Regions from separate parts of the Mus musculus genome. Here all the other regions are linked to region 1. The links are chromatin contacts, called in public Hi-C and promoter capture Hi-C maps. All regions are on one chromosome and are shown on one strand. The core of a region is the stretch at or near the end of the contact, and the rest is flanking DNA. Distances in the headings are between cores, read along the strand shown.

Region 1 (5,034 bases), core at 717-3,216:
TTATTAGCATGATGCAATGTGCAAAAGACAATTAAAGATCATTATATAATTTTAGTTTGTCTTTTATGACTCAAGAATTTGATTTCCTTTATTTGGTAAATTAAGTTTGCATACATGAAAAGACAGAAACATAATATCCACTTACTAAGACACATTCAATTAATAGTATCCTTTATTGTTCTTTAAGTTGTTAATGCTACTATGTAACAATGCTTATAACTCCAAAGAGGAGCCTGTCCCAGAAACAGGTCAATTCATGTTTCAAACAAGGCTGTTTACACAGTTAAAAGTTGTAAACAGAATCAAGTTAACACTTTATAATAAGCAGGAAGTAAATAATATGGCTCAAGGTTTAGTGTCTGTATTTTTCGGAATCAAAAATAGTAGAAACTGCAAACATAACTACTAAGATTTGCCTCAACTACTATCTTTTTTTTTTTCCACTTCTATCTGCACTTTACTCTTATGTAAACATACAGTAAATTTGGATAGTATCTACTATGGCTGAGACTAGGTTTAAGAAACTGCATTCAACAATAGTTAAGCAGAATTTACCCTATTAAGAAAAATACGGTTTTCAACACTTGCTGTTGTGACATATATTTGAGTAAAATAAAGACTTGAAGAGAAAATAGACCCTATAGGATTACTATGTTGCAAAACTGTGTTGCAAAAATACATGTTGGGGGTTGAGAGGACGGTTAAAGACCCTGGCAAAAGACTAGTTATTCTCTTTGCCCAGAACAACCTAATAGCACTTTTTCTATTCCCACAGCAACAGTGTTAATAACCAACTCAAAATTTCTATATGACACAATAAAAGAAAATATAAGCAACAAATATCCCTACAACTGTTTCAAATAATTCTACTGACTCTGAACTTGAGTCAACTGCTTTCTAAAAATTTCTCTTACTTTTCATGTGTTTGTTCCATTACAACCCTAAGTCCTAAGTAAATAAACACACAAAAATTTTAAGATTTCAAATGGAATGAAATTGGCAATACTTTAACAAATACAGTACTTTTCTACAATCTTTCGTCAATCTTTGACAAGGGAAAGGTTCTTGGTTGAACATTTCTTGTCCCCCACCTCTCGTGTTTAAGGACACATTTTTTCCCCCAAGATTGTATCCAATTTCAAAAGTGGCAGTTTCACTGCTGGCTCTCTGGAAAGTTATTAATCAGGAGTACTAACTTTTAAAACGCCAGTGTGACTTTGCAATTTGAACAAGTCAGTTCAGGACACTCGGACTGCTGGCTTTTTAATCTCCGTGGTTGGGAACCACAACTAGAAGCTACAGGTGGTGGGACCATTTGGCTAGGGAAGGGGCCAATTTCATTCTGAGTCATAACTGTACACTAACTTAACTTGTGGCACAAACCGTCTTCCTCAATTTCTGACACACAGAACTGGCTGCAGCTAAAAATTACTGAGGAATGTGAAGGGGGCATATGAGACAAAAGTAGTCGCCAGCTCTTTAGGACCTCACTAAAAATGGAGGTCTACTTTTTGCAGAGCAAGAGCGTTCAGGTTCCAAAGAACTTGTCACTAGCTGACTTACTCGGCAAAGTTTCTGGAGAAGTCAGCTTATCACTAACTTTGGAGAGGAAATAACTTGGGGGAGAAAGACAGACGTTATCTAAATGGGGGAAGTGCAGGGATTGGGGAATGGGGACCAAGATGGACAAGAGCAGGGCAGCAAGAGAAACCTATTGCTTTCTGGAGCCAACTTAAGGAAGCAAGTTGATCCCCAGGACAGATCCCACCTGCCTCCCTCCAGGGGACTTGCGGAGGAGCACCACCCCCTGTACCCAGGAGGGGGAAGGTTGTGGTCACAGGCAGTCAAACCTGAGCGCTTGGCCCGGGCTCTTCGTTCCAAGAGCTTCCAGCTTACTTCAGCCATGAGTCCCTCAGCCCCCGCCATCGCACAGTGCCCACCACCCCAGCTGCCAGTCAGCGAGGCCGGCCCGGCCCCGCCCCCTCGCGCGACACTGTCGGGAGGCACGACAGCCGGAAGTGAGTTCCCGGGCAGACGCCGCCCTAGCTCCTCGGCGTCTTGGTCGTCGGAGAAACAGCCCCAGGGCAGCGTGAGAGTGCAGCGAGGGGCTGCCCGTGAGGCCGCACCCCGAGTCTTTTCTCGGTCGGCCGGTCAGTCGCACGGTGCTTTGCGGCTGCCGTCAAGCGCGGCGGAGGCCGGCCGGGCCGAAGGCGCCATGGCGGCAGGCCGGCTTCCTAGCGCCAGGGCGGTGCTGGCCCCGCTGTTCTTGGGGCTCGCGCTGCTGAGCGTTGGGCCTGCCCCGGCGCGGGCTCTGCACAACGTCACGGCCGAGCTCTTTGGGGCTGAGGCCTGGGGCACCCTGGCGGCCTTCGGTGACCTCAACTCCGACAAACAGACGGACCTCTTCGTGCTGCGGGAAAGTCAGTGCTTGCCGGCCCTCCTCTGTCTGCCCCTCCCGGTGTACCCACGCCCCCTGATTCCTGTTACCCTACCTCTTGCATTTCCCAGTCTTCTGGCTCTCCCTTTATCTTCAGCACAGGGACAGCTTTCCCCTGTTTTTATCAACCCTCGGTCCTAACTCAGTAACCCCGCGGCTTGACCATCAGCCCAACCCTTAAGAACACACCAACCTCCCTTCATCTAGAAACCTCTAGCCTTCATATGGCGAATGATCACCTGCCTGCCAAAGGTCTTCCAGATTTCTAAGAACCTTGGTTTCTGGTCTAAGCATTTGCTTTCCCGTCTTTTTTCCAATCTTCCACCCCCTTTGATGAGAAAACATGCAAGCTGACAGTTTCTTGTGAGAGATGTTCTGCCTTCACCTCCTACTAATTCTGCCCTTCCTTGTGTTAAGATCTTTAAAGGCACTGTGCCTTCCTCAGGCACCAAATTCTCCACCACTCACACCAGCCTCTGTTGTTGTTAACTGCTGATAAACGCAGTGCCTCCTTGGTCATACATTCTCAAACTTCAGACTTCTCCAGCATAAGGTGCCTTAGCTTAGTGTACATCTGGCCCCTCCTCATCTTGAGTACTGCTATAGTCTTCATCCAACTTGCCATTGAAAGTTCATTAACCACATTAAGCCTTAAAAGAAAAAATGTCTGATGCTGACCAAGTGCATCGGTTGGTGGTTAAGGACCAAGGCCATGAATAAAGTTTAAAGCCCCTACAAAGCTGACTGGCAGGATCCTGACAAGGTCTTTTGAGTGCTCTTTCCAGGACCCCAGAACCTCTTATAAGACCTGGATGGTTTTTCCTCTATTTGAATGATTACCCACATTGCAAGAATACTCAAAGTCTGTAGCTAATCTATCCAAACTAGATACAGAGACATTGAAGATATCCTGTGCTTGATTAAGCGTTTCTGAAAGTCTGTCCCAATGAACATTAATTGACCCATCCATGTGGAAGCAAAGGGGGAAGTGTGGAGGGCTCTGCTTTTTCTGCTTATGTGTTGACTTATATCCTTGTAACTTGTGAGTAGATGTTTTAGTAGGAATTCCTGGATCCTTGGTATGATGATAACAGCCTATGAGGGAGACCTGATTGGATGTGGAAAACACAAGACTTAACAGTAGCACAGTATAAATAAGGGTGTGTGTGGGGGGGGGGGGGTGTTTTCTGTATTGCTGCAGATCAAACTTGGGTCTCATACTCAGTATACAACAGTATAGTTTAAGGTGTGCTCTTTATATGGATGCTTCTTTTGAATTATGCCACCTGGCCCTTAATTGAATCCCATGGCGTCACATTGCCTTGAACAAGTATCCTTTTCCATACTTTTCTTTTCCATGTTCCATTAGATTTGTATGAGTATTCTTGGCAGTGCTGTCTGACTAGGTCAGAGTAAAAGCTTTCTTATAGAAACAGTACCCAGGAAGTTTTTAAGCACTGATCGAATGATTTTCCAAAAACCATTTTTTCTAAAATAACTTATTTGTTTCTTTTAGGAAATGACTTAATTGTCTTCTTGGCAGATCAGAGTGCACCCTATTTTAAACCCAAGGTAAAGGTATCCCTGAAGTAAGTATATAATATTCTTCTTATTATATGAATATGCAGTCGTGTGGGTTGTATTTGAGATCAGTCGTGTTCAGCTGTGGTTTGTGACACAAAATTCCTAGTTCTGAGGTCTGCGTAGAAAACAGTGTTTTGAAACTAAATAAATTAATTAATTAAACCTGGGAGGCCTGGTGAGTTGGCACCTAAATCCAAGTCTCATAACCTAAGGTAGATACCCAGAATCCTCATGGTGGAAGAAGAAAACCGACTTCTATAAACTGTCCTCTCACCTCCATTTACACACTGTGGTATCAGCCTGAACACACACATACCCCACTAACATACAATTAAAATATAATTTTAAAAAAGGAAATATTGAAAATAAAATTTAAAAATACCCCCCTTAATAAAAATACCTTTTGTTGGCTCCGGGTCTGTTCTATATAAACATTCTACAGTCCCTTGCAATCTAATATGCTTTCTCGAATGTACTATGTCTCGTCCTGATTGTTCCCGTGGAAGCAGATCACTCATAAAAATCTCATCATCTTAAAGATGTTTTACATATGGGAGAAAGATCAATGACCTCTGTCCTGTTTGTTTGTTTTCTCTTTTGATCAAATGGTGAGGTTTTTTAAATACTGATCTTGACAATTGTAATCAAGCTGCCTTAGTTAGAGTTTCATTGCTGTGAAGAGACATTATGACCATGGCAACTCTTATAAAGAAAACAGTTGGGGCTGGCTTACAGTTTCAGAGGTTAAGTCCATTATCATCATGGCAGGAAGCATGGCAGCATGCAGGCAGACAAGGTACTGGAGGAGCTGAGAGTTCTACATCTTGATCCCCAGGCATCAGAAAGAGACTGTGAGCTACATAGGACATAACTTAAGCATCAGGGACTTCAAAACCTGCAAGGTCATGCCTCCTAATAGTGCCTCTCCCTATGGGCCAAGCATTCAAACACATGAGGCTATGGGGGCATACTTATTCAAACTACCACACAAGATTTTCAAATTAAAATTTTAA
Region 2 (4,589 bases), core at 1,159-3,658, 380 kb after region 1:
TTAAATGGTCAAAGTTATGGGAGATGTCTCACTCAAACCACCACCAAGGGGTAACAAGAGGAGCTGATCGTCCACACAGCTGTACCCAAACTCACACAGCTGTACCCAAACTCTGCTCTCTTAAATACAAATGATGGAACCTTTTCATGATGCATTGAGAAACTGCTATTTTCTTTCTTTAGCTACGGATTCCAGAAACCAACTGGCACCTGTTTAAAATGGATAATTGTGAGCTTTGGGGAATCCCTCTGTGACAAGTTTTCATCACCAGTATCATCATCATCACTCATAACCTGTAAAACATTTTTCTGTGTATGGCTGTTTTGTCTGCATGTATGTCTGTGCACCACATGTTTGCAGTGTCCTTGTTGGATCTCTGAAACTGGAGTTACAGAAGACTGCAGATCTCTGTGTGGATGCTGGCAATTGAACCTGGGCCCTCTGGTAGAGAAGCCATTGCTTTTAAGTGCTGAGCAATCTCTCCAGTCCTAAAAGGTTTCATTATAAGTAGTATAATGCTGACCTTTCAGTAGCTTACACATTTAAAAGGACATCTGAAAAAAATCTGGCATCTGGACAACCTTGCTATTTGAAACCCTTGTGTATATCTGTTTGCCCAGACAAAATAAGTATTTTGTCCTTGTCTATGTGAGAAACAATTGTACATAATCTATTTCTAATAACTAACACTGTTCCTGAACCTGGAAGAAATTAATATTTTTGACTGTCAGTGATATAGATTTATTCTACTAAAGATTTGAAAGATTCCTTTTACAAGTAGAAACTAAATTAGTTTAATGAGCTTCTACATAGTTTTTTGCTGTTATTGCTTTGTTTAATGAGGCTAATCATTGCTGGTTCTTTTATATGCAAATCTGTGCACAATTACTAAGAAATAAAAAAATAAGGGTTTTTTTTGGTTGTTTTTGTTCTTGTTTTGTTTTTAGACAGAGCCTCATTGTGTAGTTTTAGCTGACCTGGAACTCTCAGAGATCCACTTGCCTCTGAGTCCCACTGATTAAAGGCTTGTGCCACCTAGCCCATGGAATGATGCAATCAATATTTAGGCTGAGTTACCTCTATTAACTCAATCTAAAAACTCCCTTACAGTTATGCCTAAAGTTTTGTCTCCTGGGTAGGTAATTCTAGATGCTGTCAAGTTGACAATATTAATATTAGATACCATGGTGTCTAATAGATAATTATCAAATGAGTTAAAGATATTTAGTTAGTACATATTACATGCCAGTTGCTATACTAGGTTCTGGAAATGTTTAATCCTTGTCCCTGTGTGTGGGCCTCTTCTTCCTCAGATGTCATTGGCCACTAGCCCGGGAGGGGGAGGGGAGCAGAGGTGTGGGGCAGGGTTCAGACAGCCACAAGTATGATGGAATGACTTCCAGGATCAGCTTCAGGGAGATAGCTCAACTTTATTTGGGGTGGAGAAGAGCTATCTAGGTCTTGGGGAGTGGGTAGAGATGTCCAGGGTGGGTGAACATTGTTGACTAGAGCAGAGGTGCTGCCAATGCTTCATTTATATGAAAAGGAATTCCAGGAACTTGCCAGGCAGGTTCTTGTCAGGAGAGAGAGGAAGTTTAACCTGCAATTTGGCCAAAGACTACATGACTTTCCTCAAGTGGAGGATGTGGGAGTTGTGCTCTTCTGATCAGATCGGACAGAGACGAGGAAGCCCTGCTGAGAAGGGGACTCCTCCATTTTGCAGCTATCTTGGAGGCCTATATGGACATGGTGAACTATGACCTTAATAGTAGGGAACCTGTGATCACTATACTACAAAGTCTGTAGTGGGAAGACACAAACTAGATCAACAACTACATATGATACTATACATCTTAGAGCTTATGAATACTTTAATGGCACATATGCTAGAAGGCTATGTAGTGAAAGGACCCAAAGACTGGATAAGTAAAACCTTTTGTGTTGTGGAGAGTGTAAGGGGAAGGGCTTCCAGGAACACATACTAGGGTGTACTGGATGAAGAGATGAAAGAGTTGAAAGAGAGCTAGCTGCCCCGCCATCCTGGCTTCTGCTGATTGATTTCACTGCCATGTGATTCCCTCCTCCCCCCCCCCCCCTTTAACAACGGGCACTTGGTATAACTAAATTGAGTGTGATGGTTTTCCTCAAGCCTCCTTCCTCCCATGAAGTTAACTTAGTGATGAGTTTGGACCCTGGGCAAGCCTGGGATTTTGGTCAGAACTACAAGGAGAGACATTTCCTCCTTGGGAGACTGGGAGAAAGGGAAGGAATGAACAGAGGCAACGCCTGGGCTAAGGGAGGCCTAAAATGCGCGTGGAAACAGTTGGGTTTGTTGGGTTTGAATTCAGGTACCTTGTAAAGCTGTTAATCTGACTGGGTGTGGTTGCCCATGTCAGTGATCCCAGTACTTCAGAAACTGACACAAGAGGGCAGTGTGGAGGCCAGCCTAGGCTAGAGGCCCTGTCTAACATAAAGATTGTTGTGTTGATCAAATAACTTCCCCATCTTTTTATTAGGTATAAGTTTGTTTACACAAGGCTTCAGTCATTTGTAACTAAATATCTTTGTTAAGTTCAACTTATGTCATACCTCTGCTAAGTCCAAATATGTTGGAGGAAGCCAATCTAAGTACTTACCTAGGGTCATTTAGCCAGGAGGAGGGACAGGCCAAACACTACTTTCTATGGCAGAAATTTCAGGCTCTCCACGACTTCCTCTCTCCTTCCTTCCATTCCTCTTTTCTGTTTTCTTTGACCTGCATGTTCGGTTGTGTGTCTAGGCATGCTGAAGGCAGGCAGGTGAGACAAGATAAGAACCAGAGCTTTCTCAGATCCTTTAAGGGCAGGCAGGCCAAAATACACAAGATGCTGAAATAAGTACCCAGGGCTGCTGCGTTCTGAAAGTGGAGAGCTGGCGTTAGTTGGGCTGTGAACACCAGAGTCAGTGACCTGATGGCTTTCTCTAAGAGGCGACTCTGAGTAACTACACTACAAGGTCCTGTTGCCATCTACTGCCCAGCCTCAGTGTTTGCAAGTGATGATGTACTGGCTGTTTCCAACCGGAAACACTTCCCAGGGCCAGCCAATTTGGGGGAGGAGGGTTGGTTCGTTATCCCTACATTTCATATTCAAGAAGACCTTTAAAACCACACTTGCAACATGTTTCCCAACAGCTTAGCATACATTAGAGCCTGAGTCGAGGCTACTGAAATGGAGACGTGAGAGTCACTCCACAGCACTACACTGTGCCTTAGTCTAATCCTCTAGAATAATGTGGATTTTAGAGACTGATTATCCAGGTGGGTTTTTTGTTTGTTTGTTTTAGATTTATTTTTATGGAGCTGGAGCAATGGCCCCACAGTTAACAGCACGTAATACTCTTGCAGAGAACCCAGGTTCAATTCCCAGACACTGCAGGTGGCTCACAAGTGCCTGCAACTCTAGCTCTGTGGCATTCGTCACCCTCATCTGGTCTCCTTGGGCGCTTGCAGGCGTGTGGTGCACTTACATACACTCAAGCACAGGTTAATACAATCTAAAAATTTACAAAGTTATCTTAAATATTTAAAAATTTATGTTTATGAATGGTTTGCCTGCATCTATGTCTGTGTACCCTATGGGCCTGATGCCCATGAAGGCCAGAAGAGAGCATTGGATACCCTGGAAACGGAGCTACAGATATTTGGGAGTTGTCATATTGGCACTGGTAATTAAAGACAGGTTCTCTGTAAGAGCAGCACGTGCTCTTACCTGCTGAGCCATCTCTCTAGCTTAATTTTTACTTCTAATTGCATGTGCACATGCATGTGTGTCTGTATGCATGTGTGCATGTGTTTGTGTATGTATGTATATATGTGGATGCATGGGTGCATGTACATGTGTGCATTTGTGTGTATGTGTGTGTACATGTGTGTATGTAAGCATGTGTGTATGCGTACGTGTGTATGCATGTGTGTTGTGTGTATATAAATATGTATGTATGCATGTGGTGTATGTGTGAGTCTGTGTGTGTGTGTCTCTGTGTGTCTGTGTTTTGTGCAGGACTATCTCTAAGCTAAGCTGTCACCATCATCAGATCAGTTGGTTCTGCTTGCAGAAGATCATTATAACTGGGCTTATTGGCTGTTGACTTTCCTTCATAGAAGGAAGGCTGAAGAGGATCATGTGACTCTTAGTTGAGTAACCACACGCTCCTAACAGTTATGTGCATTCTGCCCTAATTCTGCATGGCCTCAAGGAGATAATGCGTACAGGCTGGGAAGTACTAGGGAAGAATCATGCATTTCTCTGGCTGTGGGTGGGTCGTTTATGCTGGGTACAGACTTTCTAGTGTGGCCTTTTGTGGTATAACCACCCAGACTACTGCAACTAGTGTAAGAAACTGTAAACACTACTCTTTTCTGTTAAATACTATAAAACGTTGGTTTATGACCAAGATTCAAAATCTTTTACACCCCCCCCATTTTAAAAAACATTTATTCATTAAAAAAAAAACTTCTATACCTGATAACACTTTTATTTAAAAGAAAAAGGTCCTACAGCATTCTTGGAACTTAAGTGGCTGGCTGGCTCTTCCCCATCATCCTTCAT
Region 3 (4,738 bases), core at 118-2,617, 350 kb after region 1:
ACCTTGGCCCCAGAACAAAGAACTTGGTTTCACATACGGCCAAACCACCCTAGTTGGGACAGGGAGACACAGCTAAGTTCAAGCCAGCCTCCCTGGCTGGTATCACCAAGATGAAGTCCCAGGTTCACCTCATTAAGGTCATAAGGACCCAACTCTCCCACTATAGCAATCAAAGGTTCTCGGGGTACAAAATAAGGAATTCTACCCATCTCTTTTCCAGAGTCCCGGTCTTGTCAAGCCACTGTGGCTGGCAAACACCCAGCAGGCCTCTGCCAGAAAAAAGGGTTCGGGAACAAACCAGCCAGTCACACAGTCTTCCTTCCTCCCTCCGCTCCTACTTAACAGGGTTTTCACCTCGCCACCCCCCCCCCCAGCCCCTTCGTCTCACTTCAAAGAACTTACTTATTCTCTATCTGAAACTCTCACTTCTATATTTGCTTGTTTTCCCCCTTCCAAGGGATCCACGAGGGTAGGGCACTTAGGGAACACGCAGTGCCTGGCAGCAGAGGCCGCTCAATAACTGGGCACAATTCAACAAGTGAACCGTCGAAGGCCTCACTTTGTGCCAGATGCGGGGCACTGGTGGGTGACGGGAGAGAGAGGGGGCGTTCTCTCGCTTTAGCCAAAAATGGCACAAAGAAGAAGCTGAAAGCCGAGGGGGTGGGGGGTTTCGGAGGGTTGGAGGTCCTTCAGGAGGACCCCAAAGTAGCTTGCCACAGTTCTTCCCGCCATGAACGCCCCCTGGCCTCGCCCCCCGCAGGCCCTGCGCTCACCCGCTGCAGCTCCATCTCGATCTCGCCGGCTTTGAGCACGATGGGTCCCCGCACAGCGTACTCCACCGCCTTCACCTGCGGGTTCATGGACTCCAGGGTGAGGATGCGGTCTCGAGGGCTGCGCTCCGGTCGCACCTTGAGCGCCGCCGAGGCTTCGGCTGCAGCGCTGCTGTGACTACGGCCCCAGGGGCCCGAGGCGCGGGGGCAGGAGCCCCGCCGCACCAGCACCGCTGCCCGCTGCATCGCGAACCTGCCGAGATTAGCCCTGGCCCAGAAAGAAGGAGAGCAAGACGTCACGCACAGCCCCAGGTGGACACCAGTCCCCCAAGAACCCAAGGCTCTCGGCCGGCAGCGCCAGCCTAGCTCCAGGGCTGTATTCCCACCCTCTGGTTACTGGGACCTTGCACCCTGCCACTGCAGCACCAAGACGCTACACCGCTAGGTTGCCGGAGCTGCGCCTAATGTGGGTATGCAACGTGCCTGTCGCCGCGGGACCGTCCGCACCGCTCCGGTTAAGGTGAGCCTGGGCTGCTCCCAAACCCGGTGGCCGGCCACCGCATCCTGGCGCCTGGCACCAGCACCTCCTGGCTCCCTGTATTCGCACACCCACCGCCGCCGACTCCGCCTCGGGCCTGCGCGCTGACTTCTGGGTCTTGTAGTTGTCTTGACCGTATCAACACTGCAGTGATGAACCGGATAAACTACAAGTCCTCTAAAGCCTGGCGCAGGCCAGACTGGGCTGGGCGGGGGGTGGGGAGCGGTCGTCTGGGCGGGGTCTTGGTGACAGAGAATCCCTACTTTAAGGCAGCGACTGTCCTTTCCAGAGGCTTTTGGAATTTTTTATTTGCTACTTGGCTGCTTCTCCCTAGATGCACACCCCGCCTCCCTTCACCCTCACCTCGGGACACCTACAGTGACGTGGGATGCGTGGTGATGCACTCTTCGCCTTGAGTTTCATCATCCCAGCCATATGGTTCTCCTAGCCACTCAGGGGCAGCTGGTTAGGAAGTAGGGCCACTGAAACTTGATATGCCACCCAGTCTCCTTCTCAGAATCAACGTTCTTGTTAGCAAAAATCTGTGTATGGGGAGGGTGGGGTGGGGGGATGGGGGTAGGGAGGTTGTAGGAAGGGACCACACACCAAGTGCTACAGTTTTGCATCACCTCTCTATCCGAAGGCCCACCTCACATCCATTGTATCCATTTTATTTTCTTTCTAGCCTTCCTAGCATCTAAAATTTACCTCATTTAGATACTTCTAGAGGACTCAGAAGGATAAAAACAATGTTTTTATTTTGTTTTGTTTTGTTTCTGTCCGTTGATTTCACAACATCTCTAACACTATATAGGCACTTAGTAAATATTTGTTGACTACACAGAACATGGTGGCAATTACTTTGGGCAAAAGTATCCAGCCAGTAGATCCCTCCACACATGCATTTTGCACATGCGGAGTGTATTAGAAAGAGTTCTCTAGAGTCACAGAACTATACAGTAAACAACAGCTATATAGTTGTCTCTATATAGTAAAGGAATTTGTTGATGGCATACATTCTGTAGTCCAACTCCCCATCAATGGTCAGCAGCAGCTGTGAATGGAAGTCCAAGGATCTAGCAGTTGCTCAGTCCCACATGGTAAGCAGGCAAAGAAGAGTGAATCTTCCTTCTTCCGATGTCCTTATGTAGGTCTCCAGCAGAAGGCATAGTCCAGATTAAAGGTGTGATGGCACACACCTTTAATCCCAGATAACAATGAACTCAGAGATCTCCCTGTCTTAATCTTCTGGGATTCATACCCACTATGCCTCAGAGAGCCTTCTAATTCTGGATTGCAGTTCATTCCAGATATAGTCAAGCTGAAAACCAGGAATAGCCACTACACGGAGCAAGCTTGGGACAAGACTAGGTTGAGTGTGCAATTGGTGCAAAGGTAGAAATGTAAGCTAGGGGGCTGGAGAGATGGCTCAGCGGTTAAGAGCACCAACTGTGCCCGGCGTGGTGGTGCACACCTTTAATCCCAGCACTCGGGAGGCAGAGGCAGGGGGATTTCTGAGTTCGAGGCCAGCCTGGTCTACAGAGTGAGTTCCAGGACAGCCAGGGCTATACAGAGAAACCCTGTCTCAAAAACCAAAACCAAAACCAAAAAAAAAAGCACCAACTGCTCTTCCAGAGGTCAATTCCTGGCAACCACATGGTGGCTCACAACCATCTGTAATGGGATCTGATGCCCTCTTCTGGTGTGTCTGAAGACAGCTACAGTGTACTCATATAAATAAAATAAAATAAATAAATCTTTTTTTAAAAAATTCCTTAAAAAAAATAAAAAAGAAAGAAATGTAAGCTAACAGGCTGAGCCACAAACTTCTGCAAGGAGGACATGATGGAGGACATGATGGAGGACATGATGAAGGACATGATGGAAGACATGATGGAGGACATGATGGAGTTGATTTCCTTCCCTCTGCCTCAGACTCCCTATCTGCAAAATAAATTGAGTTAAATGGCCTCCTTTTTCCCTTGGTGTCTTGAACATTTTGTAATTCTGGGAGTTTTGAGGCCAAACAGCCCAGAGTTTGCACAGTCGCAACAAACACATTTGTCTTATGAAACTTGGGAAAAGGAGACACTATTTATTCAGTGTAGGGGAGAGGCAGTATAGGGGAGACAGAAGCAGGAAATTGAGGTGGTGGTGGGCTGAGAATAATTGCACACAACCACTTTTGAGTCACCTGACTTCAAGCATGTCACTGTCCTCCTCATGTGTGAAATGGAGGCAGCAGTACCTACCATGAGCAACTGAGGAGAAAGTTCTGGTGGGACTTGGCAGAACTTGGATCCTGAAGTTACACCACACTCTTGTTGATCTCTCCTCAAGGGACTACCATACACTTTGATCAAACAAATCGATTACTCATGAAAGAGGAATGTGTCAGGGAGAACAGAAGCCAAAGATAGCTCTAAGTATTCCTTAGTAAACGAGTCTGACTTGTCAAGTCCCTGCAAAGAAGTTATTTATGTGGTATAGGAGGCTGCTGCTGCTTCTCTGTCATCTTCTCTTACAAGGAAAGAAATAGTTTATTAAGGGAGAGATGCAAAGAAGTAGAGAGGTGAGCCAGGCCTTCCCTGTGGGCTGCCTCCCAGAAAGCAAGCAGGAAAAAAGGCTGTCTGGGCTTTTTTTTTTTTTTTTTTTTTTTTTTTTGGTTTTTCGAGACAGGGTTTCTCTATATAGCCCTCGCTGTCCTGGAACTTGCTTTGTAGACCAGGCTGACCTCGGACTCAGAAATCCGCCTGTCTCTGCCTCCCGAGTGCAGAGGTGTGCGCCACCACGCCCGGCCTGGGCTTTTGTTTTTAATTTTATATTATGCATACAAGTGTTTTGTCTGCATGTATGTCTGTGCTCCATGTGGGTGCAGTGCCCACAGAGGCCAGAAGAGGGTGTCAGATCTCCTGAAATTATAGTTATAGACATTTGTGAGTGGCCATGTCATTGCTGAAAACCAAACTTGATTCCTCTAGAAGAGCAATCAGTGCTCTTAACCACCGGATAACTCTCTATTCTCATGTTTGGGCTTTTAATTGACCAACACCTCTCTTAACAAGGTCCCCTCCTCAGCCTTTGTCTCTTTGCGCAGCATTTAGTCTCCAGGTTGAAGATTCTCCCAGTGTTGTAGGACCTCTAAGTACTTCAATGGTTTTCAATGTTCTGTTATTACTCACTCTGCCCCTTTGAAGAGCCATGCAAACACATACCTCCACGCCCAAACCCCACTCAACTTCGACCTCACATAAGGTAAATTCATCCCTGTCTGTGATGATTTGTATATGCTTGGCCCAGGGAGTGGCACTATTTGAAGGTGTGGCCTTGTTGGAGTAGGTGTGTCACTGTGGGTGTGAGCTTAAGACCCTCATCCTAGCTGCCTGAAAGTCAGTATCTGCTAGCAGCCTTCAGATGAAGATGTAGAACT
Region 4 (4,896 bases), core at 1,869-4,368, 480 kb before region 1:
AACATGTCACAGAACACAGGGTGGCAATTAAAGTCAGAAAGAGACACCATTTAGGTTAAATAAATTAGAATGCTGGGTGATAGTTCAGGCTTGCGGGGGGGAAAAAGGTTCCTTGGGAAGTGAACCTGAAACGGAATGGTGTGACCTTAAGGCTAGAGACACATTGGAGGAAGTATTCCTATCAGAGTGGATAGGCCTTTGGTGACAAGGCACAAGGGCAAGGGCTGGAGAACAGGGACACATAAGCTCTGTGAGACACAGGAGTGGGCAGAGACGTAGACAGAGGCAAGACGCCAAGTCTCTACTAAAGACTTAAACCCCTTCTGAATTTCCTAGTGGCTTGAATGAGCCTATCCACTCCTACCCCATTTCCTACAGAAGCCCCCACCGCCACCAAAGGCTCATAGATTAAATGTTTGGTCCCCAGTTTATAGAACTGCTTGGGAAGAATTAAGAAGTATATCCTATTAGAGGAGGCCAGGCTTTGAGGTCTCAAAAGACTCTGGCCATTCCCAATCTCTTTTTCTCTCTTTCTGCCTTATGATGTGGTTCAAGATGTGAGCTCTTACCTACTGCTCTAGTGCCATGTCTGCCAGCCTGCTGCTATCTCCCATAGTAATGGTCCTGGATTCTAACCCTCTGAAATAATAAGCCCCAAACAAATGCTTTTTAAAAATAAGTTGCCTTGGTCATGATGTTTTAGCACAGCAATAGAAAACGACTAAGACTCCTAGCAGTCCTTTGTAGTGTTTTGAGTGGAGGCCTGTCATGATCTAATTCACTCGGTGGATGGCTGCATCTTGTTTGATCCTCAAAAGGACCTTAAGAGATGAGCAACATTGACCTTGGTTGCTCATATAGGAACTGGGACTTGGAGACATTAAACTTCCTGCCCACATTTATGGAGCAATCTCCACAAACAGATTGTAAATCCAACTTGGACAGGATTCCAAATGCAACCTTTCACACAGTCCCACACTGTCTGAGGACACAGTCTGGGCCTTATGTGACTCTGAAACACCCTCACACTCCTAAGCTTGTGTCTGATGCCCAATGCCTGCCTTCTAAATGAATACATTAGATGCAGCTCAAACCCTTCCAGGCTCCCAGAATGCCTGGTGTTAGGATCAGATAGGAGAAGACATTGAGAGTCAAAGGATTCTTACAATCAAAAAAAAAAAATTTAAAAAGTTAAGACGTTTAGGTCTGTGTTTTTAGTAACATTCTTCTCAGGGGGGGGAATGACTGCTTTTCAGAACTTCAGATTTTACCCAGTTTGCTATTTTAAATTATCTTCAGTGTTGCCATTTCCACACTTCATCTCTGAACAATCAGCTTGTTCTTCAGTCTGAGGACCTATGGAAATGGCAACCATTAAAATTCAGCTGAGTTCTGTGCTGATTCCTAATGGCTACACACACACACACACACACACACACACACACACACACACACACACACACACCATGCCAAGAAGAAAACCTGTAAAGAGACTGTGTTCTTTCTCCTTCCTAAGTTTACAGACTCATGTGGAGCAGCACCCCTTCCCACGCTTTCTGGGGTGACCTGGAGAAAGAAAGATCATCTTCAAGTGAGCACATGTGTGCAGCCCATCCCAGCCCCTGGGACAGTCGCTTACAGTCAGAATGAACAAAACACAGCCCCTGCAGACAGACGCATTGTGTCAGAGGTAACCCTACCTGCCTAGGAACCTCACAGGCTTGTGAAGTCGCTGGGGGAACAAGACACTTTTACAAACCTGGAGCACCAGAAAGCTATGAAGGAAGCAAATGGGTATTCTGAGGGCTTCTAGGCTGGGTTAGAAACCAGAGTTCCTCTGAGGACACATCACAAAGAGGAAGAAGAGACACACATGGCTATTAGCATGCACCTAGAATCTCTCAGAACTTTGAGGCTAAGACCAGAGGATAGTGAGTTTGAGGCAAGTTTGTGCTACAGCGAGAGGTCCTGCTTCATAAAACCTTGGGCTGTCTGGGCACGATGACATATGTCTGTCATCTTAGTACTTGAGAGGTAGAGAGAGTAGGACCAGGAATTTGGACACATTGGCTACACAGTCATTCTGGGGTCTGTCCTTAAAACAAAGAATTTTCAAAGACTGTGGGTATGGCTCTGTGTTCAAACACTTTCCAAAATGGACAGTGAGTTAGGTTTGAGCCTTAGCACCACTTCTACAGCAAAAGGCAAAGGAGGGGTATCCTGGGCTAGGAAGTTTCTTAGGGTCCCAAAAAGGATAGAAAGAAGAGTTCAGGAGACATGAATGGGACTAGTTTGACCTGGGCACTGGAAATAGGGACCATGGGTGGCAGGCAGAGACTTTAGGGATCATCTGAACAGATGCTGTTCTCACCTCTCCATCCTGCAGTGTTGACTAGGGAGATCTTACACTCTGCAGAGTTTGTCAATACCCAGTCTAACAGTGCTCTGCAACACTGACAGGTGAGGAGTGGGAAGAAGGATTTGCAAAGAAAACCATTAGGGTTGCTTCCTCCGAAGGGGGACCCTAGGAGAGTTCCCTGGAACCTGGCAACGGTCCCGTGCTGTGCACCCTGGGGCCCCCAGAACCTCTGAAAATGGGAAACAGTCATTAACACAGCAAGCTGCCCTCCTCTCTCTTCACCATGATAACACTGTCACCAGAGAATGGAAAATCACTCAGACGTCTCTGCGTCTCTGCGTCTCCAAATTGCACCTCAGTGGCAGGCTGCATACAGCAAATTGCCTGGTGGAGAGCTGGCTAGGCTTGCAAGCAAAGAACTAATAAATAACCTTGAAATACACAGTCTGATGGCAGCTTTGCTCCGAGCCTCCTGGCTTCTGCCCTAGAAGGCTCATGAATCGCTGGGCCTGGCAGGTAGAGTCAGGAGAGCCGAGTCTGCCCACTGTGTTGATGACCTACAAATAAGCACCCGGTGCTGGCTTCAGGGTGGTGGCTTAGCCAGTCTCTTCTCCAGGAGTGGGGCTAACCTGGAGCAAGGCTCTGGCAAAAATCATTTCCAGCCACCTCCAGAGAGAGGTCAGAAAAGGAGCCATGCAGTCTACACAGGCAGGGATGTGGTTGCCTGGCAAACAGGATTTTCAGTGGGAGTTCAAAACCTCCTCAGGAGAGAATGTGCATGTGACTCAAGCCCTGGTGGAAGATGCAGAATTGTCAGTCAAACACATTCTCAGATTCTCCAAAGCACTTTCGCAATCATTTGTAAATTGCTCTTTCAGAGCGTTTGTGGGAATGTTAAATGACTAGGAGAAGAAATCAATACCTCAGTGCTACCTCCGGGGGTGGGCATCCCTGTGCAAAGCAAGAATCACACATCCATAGATGGATGCAAAGATGTTAGCCTCCTTGGATGAATAATAGTTCAGCAGAAGGTGGCAGGCACCAAGCTAGAAGGCTCTCTGAAATGCAAACAGACACAAAATCCGACACAGACAGCTGAGAGATGTGGAGGCCTGCTGAGGAAAAAGAAAATGGAGTTGGGTATGTGGCTCAGAAGGCTGAAACAGAAGGGGTGGGAAGTTTTATGCTAGCTAATCTGCATAGTGAGACCTTGTCTCAAATGACAAATGAGCATGCTTGTCAGGAAAACACTGATGAGCAATACCACAGTAGACTATAAAGAAAACTGTCTTGTTCTTAAATAGTGGCTGAAAAAAAAAGATGTGAAAAAGAAAGCCAATATTTAGGACCTGAATAGAAAACATGAATAATGTAGGATCTGGAAATTAATAGAAAATTTTACAAAATAATTTTTTAAAAGTCTGTCTCCTAGTAGAAGCTGTACAGGAAGTTAGGATGCTGCCAAGGGCAACCACTGTCAGCCCCAGTCAGGTACTGATCTCAGGCCTGGGACCACACTGTGAGTAGGTGCTTTGTGTTTCTTTGTTTGTGAGCAGGTAGATTCAGTAACTACACAAGGAGCCTGATGAATATTATCACCCTGATTTATAGACGAGGAAACGGTGACATAGAAGTAATTATCTTATCTAAGGTCTCACAGCAGAACTGGGACTTTAGTCTCTGTCAGAGCTATTGCTGTTTGACTCTCCTTTTTTTTTGTAGATCTCATTCTGCTCTGCTAGGAGAGGGAGTCCTGAGAGGAACAAGATGGTGTCCCCTGGAACAAGGAAAAAATAACTTTACCTTAGAAGCTCCAGCCCCAGGAAGAGAATAGGCTTTGTGGCAACAGCTGCCCCAGGCCTCCATTCATTCTAATCAGTGACTTTTAGTGGCTTCAGTTCTCTTGCTAGGACGTGAGAGCTCAGGTCTTCTCTAAACACGACTATGTTTAGCAAAAAGAGTCAGTGATCATATAGGAGAGAACAAATAATTTCCTGTTTTGTTTTTGTTTTGTTTTTGTTTTTTTACAAGCACTTACAGAAAAAAGGACGTTAGTAAAGGAGCCATTTTGAAGGGTTTGAGTCACACAGTGACAATCACCCTCTTGCCTTTCCCTTCTTAACTTATTTTGACTTCTTTTGAATTTCTCCATCTTGGAATAGTCAACCATTCTGTCCCACCTACTAGAAAAACTGTGTAAGTCTGTCCTGTGGCCCAGTGGTAGAGCATTTGCCTCACATGGGTATGAGACCTGAGTTCAAAGCACTGGAAAAGAAAATTTTAAAGAGGGAGGCTCACAAAATGGCTAAGAGGTAAACACGTTCTCTAGTCAAGCCTGATTACCTGAGTTCTATCCCTGGAATTTATAAAAAGGCATCAACCACCCATATTTCTGGCTATTTGATGCTCTCTTCTGGCCTCCAGGGCCCCTGCACCTATGTGTAAACACACACACACACACACACACACACACACACACACACACACACACACGGGCTTGTGAATGCACTGGCTCACAACTGCAATTCCAACACTCC

The links. Promoter capture Hi-C pulls out the DNA fragments that hold promoters and counts their contacts. Hi-C and Micro-C count contacts between places; a contact is called where the count stands out from the background.
Region 2: a promoter capture Hi-C map of liver shows a contact between it and region 1, with 3 times the contacts expected there. The contact joins the enhancer-like site here to the promoter of Phkb in region 1. A contact is called at or near these places in 2 of 39 promoter capture datasets (both in liver), 1 of 15 datasets of contacts at CTCF or cohesin (the NIH/3T3 cell line), 5 of 484 Hi-C or Micro-C datasets (B cells, the Ba/F3 cell line and embryonic stem cells), 1 of 115 datasets of contacts at active chromatin or transcription factors (embryonic stem cells) and 1 of 9 other capture datasets (embryonic stem cells).
Region 3: a Hi-C map of LSK cells shows a contact between it and region 1, with 4 times the contacts expected there. The contact joins the promoter of Gpt2 here to the promoter of Phkb in region 1. A contact is called at or near these places in 1 of 39 promoter capture datasets (cranial neural crest), 1 of 484 Hi-C or Micro-C datasets (LSK cells) and 2 of 9 other capture datasets (adipose tissue and macrophages).
Region 4: a promoter capture Hi-C map of hippocampal neurons shows a contact between it and region 1, with 5 times the contacts expected there. The contact joins the enhancer-like site here to the promoter of Phkb in region 1. A contact is called at or near these places in 5 of 39 promoter capture datasets (the 3T3-L1 cell line, the SN4741 cell line, cranial neural crest and 2 more), 1 of 484 Hi-C or Micro-C datasets (ventral hippocampal neurons) and 7 of 115 datasets of contacts at active chromatin or transcription factors (astrocytes, embryonic forebrain, embryonic hindbrain and 4 more).

What each region holds. Positions count from the first base shown.
Region 1 is chr8:85,837,920-85,842,953 of GRCm38.p6, reverse strand. Phkb (phosphorylase kinase beta) reads right to left here and starts at 1,966. Exons shown (of 32, transcript NM_199446.2): 1 at 1,851-1,966. It overlaps Itfg1 (integrin alpha FG-GAP repeat containing 1), which reads left to right and starts at 2,005. Exons shown (of 18, transcript NM_028007.3): 1 at 2,005-2,420; 2 at 3,954-4,026. The coding sequence starts at 2,216.
Region 2 is chr8:85,459,395-85,463,983 of GRCm38.p6, reverse strand. No RefSeq gene overlaps it. Among named protein-coding and RNA genes, the nearest start is that of 4921524J17Rik, 29 kb to the right of the region's middle. Within about 2 kb of position 2,408, at least 11 of the 459 cell types and tissues checked have an H3K27ac peak or open chromatin away from gene starts, as enhancers often do. A contact at or near this core is called in the Ba/F3 cell line and liver, where this site is marked.
Region 3 is chr8:85,489,205-85,493,942 of GRCm38.p6, reverse strand. Gpt2 (glutamic pyruvate transaminase (alanine aminotransferase) 2) reads right to left here and starts at 1,367. Exons shown (of 12, transcript NM_173866.4): 1 at 1,254-1,367; 2 at 774-1,038. The coding sequence starts at 1,016.
Region 4 is chr8:86,323,178-86,328,073 of GRCm38.p6, reverse strand. No RefSeq gene overlaps it. Among named protein-coding and RNA genes, the nearest start is that of Gm33687, 46 kb to the right of the region's middle. Within about 2 kb of position 3,118, at least 23 of the 459 cell types and tissues checked have an H3K27ac peak or open chromatin away from gene starts, as enhancers often do.